2 separate regions of the Rattus norvegicus genome follow, and region 2 is linked to region 1. A link is a contact called in public Hi-C data. All regions are on one chromosome and are shown on one strand. Each heading gives the region's core, a stretch centred on a gene start, on an enhancer-like site or on the middle of the called end of the contact. The rest is flanking DNA. Distances are from core to core; before and after follow the strand shown. Region 1 overlaps LOC120098151 (a long non-coding RNA gene). Region 2 holds the start of Adrb2 (adrenoceptor beta 2).

What was found. Hi-C and Micro-C count contacts between places; a contact is called where the count stands out from the background.
Region 2: a Hi-C map of psoas muscle shows a contact between it and region 1, with 1.7 times the contacts expected there. The contact joins the promoter of Adrb2 here to the enhancer-like site in region 1. A contact is called at or near these places in 2 of 12 Hi-C or Micro-C datasets (liver and psoas muscle).

Annotation. Positions count from the first base shown.
Region 1 is chr18:57,774,468-57,777,762 of GRCr8, forward strand. It overlaps LOC120098151 (a long non-coding RNA gene), which reads right to left. Exons shown (of 2, transcript XR_005496182.2): 1 at 971-3,295. Among named protein-coding and RNA genes, the nearest start is that of Sh3tc2, 89 kb to the left of the region's middle. Within about 2 kb of position 1,759, at least 32 of the 93 cell types and tissues checked have an H3K27ac peak or open chromatin away from gene starts, as enhancers often do. A contact at or near this core is called in liver, where this site is marked.
Region 2 is chr18:57,912,956-57,916,250 of GRCr8, forward strand. It overlaps Adrb2 (adrenoceptor beta 2), which reads right to left and starts at 1,847. Exons shown (of 1, transcript NM_012492.2): 1 at 1-1,847. The coding sequence starts at 1,648. The coding sequence ends at 392.

The DNA.
Region 1 (3,295 bases), core at 509-3,008:
TAGCTGATGATCTTGTCACTGCTAATCTCAGTCTGATTTTTGTTGCCATAATTAACTACAGGAGACTAGGCAATTTGCTAAGAATTGATACTCATTTACCACATAGTTCTGGAGACTTGGGGGTCTAAGCCAACATCTGCTTAACATCTAGTGAAGACCTTGGCCTCGACGGTAACATGACTGAAGGTATCACATGGCAAGACAGCAAGGGGTACCAGCTCACGTCCTTCTTCTTACAACATTGCCAGTCCTATCACAAAGAGCCTCGCCCACACAACCCTGTCTAATCCTAATTGCCTCCTGAGGGCACCACCTCCAAATACCATCTGCATGCAAATTTAGGGATTAGGTTTCAATAAGAGTTATGTAGGGAAGAAGAAACCGGTGAAGTTAGTGTCCAAAAATCTCCACGAGGGCTTTGTTCAGCTTCCTCTGAATCCCTCGGCCCTGCAATTCACTCTCCAACTGCTCCTTCACTTTCTGCTTTTGTATGGACAATGCTCACATGTTAATTGTTCACCTTCATGCTTCCTAAAGCTACATCCTTATGGAGCCTTTGCCATTTCTCCATGAATGTTATCTATTCACCCCCCCCTTTACATATTGAGGCTATAGCCGTGGACACAGACCCAAAGCTCTTACCCTTAAATGCACAGATTACAGTTTGCTTTGGTGAACCAGGCAACGTGTAATACACAGGTAAGGAAAACATGCCAGATGGCGAGGTTCTGCTTCTTGGGTTAAAGGCTATGTAACGAGGCATGTTGGGATATGGATGAGAGTCTATGGGAGAGGCTAGATGATTGGGGAAGACCTTTAGAGGTTGGTGGACAGTGCTACCTAGCCCAGTGAAGAGATGGGCGAGACAGAAAAAAGAGAATGGTGAGCAGAAGCCTGAAAGAAACACAGAGCAGAAGAGAGAGTTGTACACAAAGCTAAGGGTGGGGCAGGAGCCGGATCAAGGACTCACCTCTCTGAGATTCTGTCAGTCCCCTAAAAACAACTCTGTTGTGGTCCTTTCCATCCTGGGGTGAATTGAGCTCTCTGTATCCGCAGCCCAAGTACAGTTCCTGGCTTTCTAAAAGATGACCAGAGAACACTGGCAAGACATCTCAGTATGCAAAGTGCTTGCTGCCAAGACTAGTGACCTGAATTGGTCCCTGGGACTCAGAGGGTGGAAAGAGGAAATGGACTTCCCCAACTTGTTCTTTGACCTCAACGTAAGTTCTCTGGCTTGCGTGTATGTGTATGCACACAGACAAATAGTTAATAAATGTTTTTTTAAAGAGTTGCTGGTGGTAGAGATGGAGATTTGGGGAGTAGAGCCTGTTGCGTTCAGTGCCTCTCAGGAATCTTTGCTGAATCAGCACTCGGAACTCACTTTCCTCCAACTGATTCTGAGAGCAACTTAGCATCAGCCCCCAAAGCTGCAAACAATGTCAGAAGATGCCCTGCCTCTGGTTCAGGCCAACATCAATTTTCATCTCGCCCAAATGAAGGCAGAGGCAGACAGGGGGTGTTCTGGAAATAAGCCTGTGTTGTTGATCAAGACCTAATCAATTTCAAAATAGAATCTGGAGCAGAGTGTAGGTGACCTAAGAGGAAAGGAGGACAGGGGTGTGGCCCTTCCAAAGGGAGGTTGAGCAGCTAGGACATCCGACATTGGCAAAACAGGTCCTGGCAGAGGGAATCTGACAGTTGAGCATGACAACTGGGAAAGAGTTGGAGCCACAAAGGATGGGGAAGCGAGAGTGAGGGTCTGAGTCATCAACTCTAATGAAACCTTGAGCCACACTCAGCTTTTCTTGCCAGCTCAGGGCCAGTGAAAGCCGTTTGCTCAAATCCTGTTCTATTTGAGGAAACGCCAGCTGCATGGGAGGAAGTATTGCTTGTTCCACATTGAGAACAAGAGCCCCTTCTCTCTGCTCATGGGTGTTTGTGGGCACCAGCCTAGGAGTGTGCAAGGCTATCCTACCACTCAAGTAAGTTAGGGCAGTGCAGCCTAGCCTGGGAGGCCAAGCAGCCATCCTACTTGGAGCTTGGGAGAAGCTGAACTGGAGTCACCCCTAGGCAGTGTGGATTTTAGCCTCTCTAAAGAGCCCTGCGATTCTCTCATACCAACTCCAGAGGAAAGCGATAAGAGTGGCCAGGTTTCACTTATGGCCTCATTTGTTCCCTTGCCTTGACCTGGGAGAGGAGCACAGAAAACTCGACTCAGCTATTCCCAGGGGAGTTGAACAGCTCACCAGGGCATTGCTATCTTTTCAGTCTGGGGACTGTATGCACCCTGACATCCATTTGTTTCCCTGGAAACCATGACTGAGGTACATTAGGGCAGGCAAACTGTAGGAGACCCTGATAGGTAGGAGAGGATGTCCCTGCATTATCCACCAAGCTAGGTTTAGAGACATAGACCACTGATGGTGGAGATGCTGAGCTTACTACACATGTGAGGGATTTCAGGGAACCACTAGTCTGAGCCCCCACTCTACTGTAGCAAGTTATCAGGGCATCCTGCTTACAGTGAGGGTTAAGCCTCTACGAGCTGTACTTTGCTTAAGCATCTCAGTGGGCTACTATGGCCCAGGGCACATGAGTAGATAGCAAGAAGAAATGAACATTTCCCTTCCTTATTACCCAGAAGCACCCTTACCTCTGCCAGTCTGGATTATGGCACCTATTGGAAAGTAAAACAGGTCAAAACTAGTTTTTTTTTTTAATCATGGTAAAGAGAAGGACAAGCCAACATTTTATTCAGATGTTATTTGGGTGATCTGCAGTCATCTGTAGCAGGATGTGTTGGTCTAGAAACACTAAAAATTGCTTTTTTTTTAAACTGCTGTTCACATTGACATATGGCATCGGTCCAGCGCTGTGTGCCTCTGGGCTCCAGCAGCTTTTGTATAATGTGGGGATTTGAACAAGAGCATGGTGGCTTCAGCCTCATGATGTTTGGTATGTATTGGAAACACTGAATCATGCTGTAGAAGGTTACACCTGCTGACTTATTTCTTCTATGCTCCCAATTTAGGAGACAACCTGTACAGAGCTGATGCAGTCTCACCACCTTATGTGTTGGAGGATGTTTTTGGTGTGGAGACCACAGCTTGATGTCAGATGTCTTTCTTGATCACCACCCCTCTGCCCTTTGAGACAAGGCCCTTTATTAGATCCGGGGGTTGCCTATTAGACGGTATGGCTTTCAAACTTTAGGGCTCCTCCTGTCTCCTTGTCCTTGACACTAGTGTTATAGGTGTGTATGTTCACACTTGGCTCTCTATATGGGTGCTAGGGA
Region 2 (3,295 bases), core at 597-3,096, 140 kb after region 1:
TACATATGAATTTCCAGCAGCAATATATATATATATTATCCTTAATACTTGACCAGTGAGGTAGATACATGGAAACACCATCCAAACAGACAGACCAACAACACTTCAGACAGAAACTTTTAAGTTCCATGCAAAGAGGAACTGAACTGTACAAGGAAAACATTAAGCACTGAAATACAGTCTCTCTCTCTCTCTTTCTCTCTCTCTCTCTCTCTCTCTCTCCCTCTCTCTCTCACTTGCAGCTTAAAAAAATAAAATAAAAAAGGCAGAAGGATGTGCCCCTTCTGCAAAATCTCTATACAATTTTATTCTAAAGTTATTACACTCAAGTAAAATAGTCTGGTTAGTGTCCTGTCAGGGAGGGGCCGTCTTAAAGAGTAGAAAGCCTACACTACAGTGGCGAGTCGTTTGTGTTACAGTTCCTCCCTTGAGAGTCAATGCTAAGGCTAGGCACAGTACCTTGACAGTTCACAAAGCCTTCCATGCCAGGGGCTTCCTCACAAAGCAGTTCATTTTCTTTCTCCTGCCCCAGCTGATATGCGCTCTGCTCCCCTGTGTAGTCTGTCCTACCGTTGCTGTTGCTAGAGTAGCCGTTCCCATAGGTTTTCGAAGAAGACCGGCGAAGGCACAGAAGCTCCTGGAAGGCAATCCTGAAATCTGGACTCCGACAGTAGATAAGAGGATTGAAGGCAGAGTTGACATAGCCCAACCAGTTAAGGAGGATGTAAACTTCCTTAGGGATGAGGTTGGCCCGGATGACGTGGACAATATTGACAATGAAGAAGGGCAGCCAGCAGAGGGTGAAGGTGCCCATGATGATGCCTAAAGTCTTGAGGGCTTTGTGCTCTTTCAAGCAGAACTTGGAGGACCTTCGGAGTCCGTGCCCGCTCCTCCCATCCTGCTCCACCTGGCTGAGGTTTTGGGCATGAAATCTGCCCTCGGATTTGTCTATCTTCTGCAGCTGCCTTTTGGCCACCTGGAAGACCCTGGAATAGACAAAGACCATGACCACCAGGGGCACGTAGAAAGATACGATAGAGGAAGCGATAGCATAGGCCTGGTTCGTGAAGAAGTCACAGCAAGTCTCCTTGGCATAACAGTCGATGGCTTGCTTGTGGGTGGCACGGTACCAGTGCATCTGGATAGGCAAGAAGGAGGTAAGGCCCGACACAATCCACACCATTAGGATGACCACTCGGGCCTTATTCTTGGTCAGCAGGCTCTGGTACTTGAAGGGCGATGTGATAGCAACATAGCGATCCACTGCAATCACGCACAGGGTCTCGATGCTGGCTGTGACGCACAACACATCAATGGAAGTCCAGAACTCGCACCAGAAATTGCCAAAATTCCACATTTTCATAAGGATATGACTGGCCCCAAAAGGCACCACCGCTAGGCCCATGACTAGATCAGCACACGCCAAGGAGGTTATGAAGTAGTTGGTGACGGTTTGTAGTCGCTCGAACTTGGCAATGGCTGTGATGACCAGCACGTTGCCAAACACGATGGCCAGGACGATAACCGACATGAGGATGGCCATGCCCACCACCCACGCTTCGTCCCGTTCCTGAGTGATGTCGTGGCCTGGCGCTCGGCTTCCATTGGGTGCCAGCAAGAAGTCGCTGTCATTCCCGTGTGGCTCCATGGCCGGCAGGTGAGCGCACCGGCTTTCAGTGCCCAGACGCTCTCAGCGGGTGCACCTCCGATGGGGCGCAGCCGTCCGGGGGCGGACTCCTGGAAGCTTCATTCAGAGACCGTAGGTGGCTGTGCTGGGGGCGCGTCCTGCACACTGAGCTCGTGGGTGCTCCGGGCTCGCGATGCCTGCCAGCTGCAGCCTGAACGCGGGAGAAGCAGCCTTGCAGTGCACCCTGCCCGTTATGTGCACTAGACTTTAGGGGACTTGCCCAGTGACGTGCAGCAACTTTGAGCCAATGGCACCGTCGCATGCCCGGAGGGGCGAGGCACTAAGGGCCAACCCTCCTTGCCTAGCCCGCCTCCTCCTGGGGTTGGCCCGGGCGGGGCCCAAGCTGCTCCCCGGAGGCCAGGCCACCACTCCCTTCCAGCTACCCTAGCTGGGGCTCCCGAGAGAGAAATCTGGGACTGCTGTGCGACCCGCCAACCACCCAGGCGCTGTCTGGAAGTGCTACCTGTTCATGTAGGTCACCTGTGCGGGTTGGAAGGTCTCTGGACGCCAGTGGCAGTGGGTGCATTTTCTTTTAGGAACAGAAAGAACAAGCTCACCCGGACACGCACACACAGGCACAAACGCACCCTGCTGACTGGGACGTGCTCAGACTTATGCCGAACCACAGCCACAGACACCGAGACACACCCGCGCCCGCTCATGCTGGAGACGACAGCTGTCTCCTGGTCCAACACAGAGAGGTGGCTATAAACAAACTCAGGAACACCCAGAAGCAAGCTGAAAGAAACACACACAAGGGCTCCGGTGGAGACATGGAGTGCGGATCACTTAGACACCGGTGTTCACATCCAGGTACTACCCTCCTCTAGCACTCATAAATGACACCCCATTCGCAGACACCCAGTGTATTCCCTTTCAGTTATTTGGCAAGAACACAGGAGGTGACTCCAACAGCTACAGAGTTTCTAAGCACACTTGGTGAAAAATATTTTTTTGGCGTCCTCCCTCCTTGAGAACATGCAGGCAACCGCACCAAGGCAGTAACTTCGCCCTTTGCATTTCTTTAGGAATTGATGTGTACGCACTTGGGGAGAGTTGGGGTGGGGGTGTTATTCTTAATTCTTGGGAGTGTGGCATCATTTTTCTTGTTATATGGTGGATATCCAGGGATGCATTGAAAACGAAAATGCAAGAATTTTCTTTTTGAAAATAAAAAAAAATAAACTACATTACTTATGTTATGCGCATGGGAGTCTTATCTCTGTGTTTGTCTGTGCACCACGTTTGTGCATGTTTTGGAGGTCAGGAGAAAGAGAGCATCAGATTCCCTAGGACTGAATATACAGATAGTATCAACACACAAGCTGCCTTTGTGAGTGCTGGCAATCGAACCCTGGTCCTCTGGAAGTCAGCCAATGCTCTTAACCACTGAGCTGTCTCTCCAGTCTGCATGATCTTCTTTTCAAACAATTTCTTAAGTAACTCCTTTGTAATTATAAAAGTGTTAACTGTATTAATTGTATTTGTTGGCTGGATAATTAGCTAATCTTTTAGGCTATGTCATGTGAACCTGCCACCACTGGGCCTTTTCTGTCTTTAAAAAACCCCCACAATTTCATATAATTCATTATATTAAAAATGTGTTTT